2 separate regions of the Macaca mulatta genome follow, and region 2 is linked to region 1. The links are chromatin contacts, called in public Micro-C maps. All regions are on one chromosome and are shown on one strand. Each heading gives the region's core, a stretch centred on a gene start, on an enhancer-like site or on the middle of the called end of the contact. The rest is flanking DNA. Distances are from core to core; before and after follow the strand shown.

Region 1 (2,813 bases), core at 233-2,732:
GTATATTTACAAAATAAGTTAGGCTTGGCCAGGCACGGTGGCTCACACCTGTAATCCCAACACTTTGGGAGGCTGAAGAGGGCGGATAACAAGGTCAGGAGTTTGAGACCAGCCTGACCAACATGGTGAAACCCCGACTCTACTAAAAATGCAAAAAAAAAAAAAAAATTAGCTGGGCATGGTGGGGCATGCCTGTAGTCCCAGCTACTCAGGAGGCTGAGGAAGGACAATAGCTTGAATCTGGGAGGTGGAGGTTGCAGTGAGCCGAGATCACGCCACTGCGCTCCAGCCTGGTGACAGAGTGAGACTGTCAAAAACATAAAAATAAAAAATAACTTAGGTTCTTCTAAATTCTACCAGAGTGGTTGGAAAACAAGCACGAAATTTATTGAAATTCAAAGATAAACAGGAACTTCCTAGTCACCCTTTTTCAAAAAAAACATGGTTAGTAGAAAACACATCACCCAACTCCCCACCTTCTGAATCCCACGGGTTTATTTATGGTGATGCTTTCTTAGCAATGCCTTCCCCATGTTGTAACTACAGTATTTTTCTGAGTTTCAGTGATATCAGCCTGAAACACATTCTTAAGTATTTCAAAATGCCTGGGCTGGGCGCGGGGGCTCACATCTGTAATCCCAGCACTTTGGGAGGCCCAGGTGGGTGGATCACCTGAGATCAGGAGTTCAAGACCATCCAGTCTGATCAATCCCATCTCTACTAAAAATACAAAAATTAGCTGGGCATAGTGGCGCATGCCCGTAATCCCAGCTACTTGGGAAGATGAGGCAGGAGAATTGCTTGAACTGGGAGGCGGAGGCTGTGGTGAACCGAGATCGTGCCACTGCACTCCAGCCTGGGCAACATGAGCAAAACTCCCTCTTAAAAAAAAAAAAAAAAAAAGCCTAAATATGTATTATCCCTTTGGTACAAACAGTGTAAGTCAAAAAAAACCCTGAAGTTCAGCTGACCTCAAAAAAGGAGAACCATCTACCCAACTAAAAATGCACAGACTCGAGCAGTGCTCTCAAGATTTTGCCTACCTAATAGACAAATGCGCAAAGGTCATGCATGGACAGTTCTCACACGGGGGAGATTTACTCAGAAGTATTAAAAAAGTATTAAATTCACAGTTAATTAAAGGAATGCACCGGGTGCAGTGCCTCATGCTTGTAATCTCAGCCCTTTGGTAGGCCGAGGCGGGTGGATTACCTGAGGTCAAGAGTTTGAGACCAGCCTGGCCAACATGGTGAAACACTATCTCTATTAAAAATACAAAAATTAGCAGGGTGTAGTGGCGGGCACTTGTAATCCCAGCTACTCAGGAGACTGAGGCAGGAGAATCGCTTGGTTCTCCTGTTGCAGTGAGGCGGAGGCGGAGGTTGCAGTGAGCCAAGATCGTGCCATACATTCCAGCCTGGGTGGCGAGCAAAACTCCATCTCAAAAAATAATAATAAATAATTTAAAAAATAATAAAGGGGGCGACGCCGAGGCGCTTCTGCATCTGTGGGCTGAGCATTCTTGAGGTCATCTGAACCTTCTGACTAAGAAAACATGGTCAACGTCTTGAAAGGAGTGCTTATAGAATGTGATCCTGCCATGAAGCAGTTTCTGCTGTACTTGGATGAGTCCAATGCCCTGGGGAAGAAGTTCATCATTCAAGACATTGATGACACTCACGTCTTTGTAATAGCAGAATTGGTTAATGTCCTCCAGGAGCGAGTGGGTGAATTAATGGACCAAAATGCTTTTTCCCTTACCCAAAAATGAAAATACTCAATATGGACCATTTAGGAATTATAAGCAGCAAATGTGAAAGACTTGCCACTTGATAGGTGACTGATTAGACATAGAGGGTTGTTGTTAGGAGCATGCCACAGGAAAGACCAAGGGATCATGATCATTTGTTCAGAAAAAAAAGCCCCTGAACTGATTTTGTTATACCATAGAATTAAAAAAAAAAAAAAAGGCTTTAACAGTTGGCTGTAATTTGTCTTTTATTATCCTTTATTAAAATACGAATGTCAATGCTAAAAAATAATAATAATAATAATAATAATAATAATAATAATAATAGAAGGCAAATTAAATAGCAATAAGGTGCCTTTAGTTATTGAAGTTTTCTTTCTCTGTTTTAATGACTATATCCAATGGAGGTAAGGATGTAATGAAACTTAAAAATAGACAAATATTGGCAATATATAACTACCGTCATAAAAAGTCACACCCTCATAATCAGTAAAATTCCATTTTTGTACAACTATCCTATAAAATTAATCCATAATGGAAAAGGTTTCATGTTCAAGGTATTTATTAGTGCTATTTACAGTAGCAAAAATTAGAAACCTCCACATTTTCCAATATTTGGGGAATAATGCCAATTCAATAAAATACAATGTAGACAACCAAATGACAGTTGAAATCAAGCAGCAGTATTCCATAATCATGGGTTTAAATAAGGACTCAAATTTGTCAGTATAGTAGCCCTCAAAAAATTAAAAACAGAATTACCATATGATTCTAGAGTTCTAGAGCAATTGTTACTTATGGGTATATATCGCAAAAAGTTTTAAGAAGGGTCTTTAAGAGATATTTGTACACTCATGTTCATAGCAGCATTATTCACAAAAGCCAAAAGGTGGAAGCAATCCAAATGTCTATGGAAGGATGAATGGATCAACAAAAAGTGATACATACATACAATGGATATATTATTCGGCCTTTAAAAGGAAGGAAATTCTGACACATACTCCAACATGAATAAATCTTGAGGACATCAAGCTAAGTAAACTAAGCCAGTCACAAAAAGACA
Region 2 (2,813 bases), core at 92-2,591, 56 kb before region 1:
GCTCACCATTAAAAACACAGGAAATGGCAAAGCACATACACAGCAGCATACATACATCCTAGGAGCTTACCACCACTCACATGAGAATTCTAAGAACGAGGAGAAGGAAAAGGGGTAATGGGAGTGATTAAGAGCAAAGAACAGGGTTAAGTAAAGCTGGTTAACCCTAAATTACAGGTTTTGCTGATGCTACGGGACTTAACACCCAGCCTTAGGCCCCTTCGCACAGGCAGACCCAGAAGCTTGAGGAAAATCCAAAGAGTAAGCCAGTCTGGAAAGAGGTATTTTCCCTGGATCATCCACACACAGATAACTGAGACATCCTTATGTAACAATTATCTTTCCTTCTCAGAGATTAAAAACTAAGGAAACTGGCTGGGCGTGGTGGCTCACACCTGTAATCCCAGCACTTTGGGAGGCTGAGGTGGACGGATAACCTGAGGTCAGGGGTTGGAGACCAGCCTGGCCAATGTGGCAAAACCCTGTCTCTACTAAAAATACAAAAATTCAGGCATGGTGGCAAGCACCTGTAGTCCCAGCTACTTGGGAGGCTGAGGTAAGAGAATCGCTTGAACCCGGGAGGCAGAGGTTGCAGTAAGCAGAGATCATGCCATTGCACTCCAGCCTGGGAGACAGAGCTAAACTCCATCTAAAAAAAAAAAAAATGGATCAACTGGAAAGAAAAGTATATCCCAGAAAAGTAGGTAAAACCCAAAGGGCCCTGATGCTGTACTTTTAAAGCCAAAAATGTAGCAATCATACACGCAAGCCTCATCATTCGGCAAATATTTGCTGAGCTTCTGCCATGTGCCAGGCACCTGCCTAAGTGTGGGGCAGTCAGGCTCAGCAGCAGACACCACGCCCGTCCTCACAGGGCTTGGTGTCTGCGCAAGTGGAGTGGGGAAGGTCAAAGGACAAACTGCTTCCAAAGTGGCCACCAAACACTGTTTCTCTGGGTCTGGTAGCAAAGAAGTCATAAGCTCAGGCCTTGGAACAGAGGACGGTGGTTTCATTTAGCATCAGAGGAAAACCCTTAACTCTACAAACTTCCCAATTGTTTACCCCTTTAAAACAGACGCTCCTGTCCGCTCACAGAGCAGAATCCTCCCCCTTCCTCCGCATACACTGATTATGAATCAGAACCACAATCTCTAGGAATGCAGCTGTATGCCCAGGAAAAACGAAGAGAAGAAAATGAAACCCAGGAGGGGCACAGTAGGTCTCACAGGTAAAGGGGTGGGAGCAAGAAGGGTTAAAAGAAAACAGTGCAGCAGACGTGGGATAGATACAACACCACGTGTCAACCCTGGCCTTTCATTGTGATGGCAGGAGAGGAAACGGCATGGGGCGCAGTCGTCTGTGGATAATGTGTCAGTTATTGTTCTTGGCAGGCAGTGAGGGCATCATGCCACGCCTGAGAGTGTCTGCTTGGTGAGTTACAAGTCATCTTTTCATAAGTCAGTTTTGTTTTGTATTCCCCAAACCCTCCAGCAGTTTCTCAGAGGAAGAGTTCTTCCACAAAAAAATATTTCGTAAATCCTAGACTCTTCTTCCCTCATTGTTTCCAGCCAGCAAGCCCTGGAGAGCTGATCTTAGGCTCGCTTCAGTTCCTGGGTGGGGTTACGTCACTGTTTTTCAGCAGCGAACTTTCTCAGATGGGACACACCCAACCTCACAGGCACCCAGGAGTTCTTGCGTAGCATGGCCCAGGCTCTACTCAAGAAATGCAGCCCAATCCCGCAGGATCACAACTCAGACTTTCGAAGAATATGCCCCAACAAATCTGGGTAAAGGGTCTGAAAATTGTTTATACTCTTTTGGTTAATTTTTCTATAACTATGAAATTATATCAAAATTAAAAACATAACAAAATGCCCAATAAACATAGTGCAATTCAGAGTGACTATTCGGGCCGGGCACGGTGACTCACGCCTGTAATCCCAACACTTTGGGAGGCCAAGGTGGGTGGATCATGAGGTCAGGAGTTCGAGACCAGCCTAGCAAACATGGTGAAACCCCATCTACAAAAATACAAAAATTAGCTGGGTGTGGTGGCGCACCTGTAATCCTAGCTACTCAGCAGGCTGCGGCAGGAGAATCACTTGAACCTGGGAGGCAGATGTTGCAGTGAGCTGAGACTGTGCCACTGCACTCCAGCCTGGACAACATAGCAAGACTCTGTCCCCACCACCCCTCAAAAAAATAGTGACTGTCCAAAAGAGAGTGAAAAGGTGAATGTGGCCCTATCATTTCCTCTATTTTAGCTTAGTGACAGCCTGTGGACTATGATTTAGACATACTTAGGTCTAAAATCACACAGCTCTGCCACATTCTAGCTGTGTGACCAGAGGCAAGTTACTTAACCTCTCTGGGCCTCAGTTTTCTCATCACTGTAAAATGTGCGAAAGAATACCTACTTTATATAACTGTTATGAAGATATATAATACAAGCCATTATTCAACAACTATTTATTGATTGCCCATTGGTGCCAAGCTCCATGCCAAGCACTCAAAGCTGTGGACCCCGCCTTTCTGCCTTTGCTTGCCTGACAGCCTAGGAAAGTTTACCTCACTCCCCACCCCAGCCCCACAAGAGGTTTTTGGGTGTTTTTTTTTATTTTTTACTTTTTTTTAGTATTACAGATCTCTTTAAAAAAATAAAGACCTTTTACCAAAAACAAACAAAAAAGAGCAAACATTAATAGCACAGATGCTCTGATTGAGTGGGGGACAATATATGCACAGTGCCTGATGCCAGTGGCATGACACTCAGTAACTGGTACTACCCTGCCACTGGGAGGTCCCACAGCTCT

What was found. A called contact is a pair of places that touch in the nucleus more often than the background predicts.
Region 2: a Micro-C map of CD4 T cells shows a contact between it and region 1, with 8 times the contacts expected there. The contact joins the enhancer-like site here to the promoter of LOC144332943 in region 1. A contact is called at or near these places in 4 of 14 Hi-C or Micro-C datasets (CD4 T cells, blood, fibroblasts and 1 more).

What each region holds. Positions count from the first base shown.
Region 1 is chr11:71,747,514-71,750,326 of T2T-MMU8v2.0, reverse strand. It overlaps LOC144332943 (general transcription factor IIH subunit 5), which reads left to right and starts at 1,482. Exons shown (of 1, transcript XM_077954678.1): 1 at 1,482-1,977. The coding sequence starts at 1,556. The coding sequence ends at 1,771. The region is part of intron 1 of RASSF3 (Ras association domain family member 3); the gene reads right to left.
Region 2 is chr11:71,803,734-71,806,546 of T2T-MMU8v2.0, reverse strand. All of the region lies in intron 1 of RASSF3 (Ras association domain family member 3), which reads right to left. Among named protein-coding and RNA genes, the nearest start is that of RASSF3, 68 kb to the right of the region's middle. Within about 2 kb of position 1,341, at least 20 of the 40 cell types and tissues checked have an H3K27ac peak or open chromatin away from gene starts, as enhancers often do. A contact at or near this core is called in CD4 T cells and blood, where this site is marked.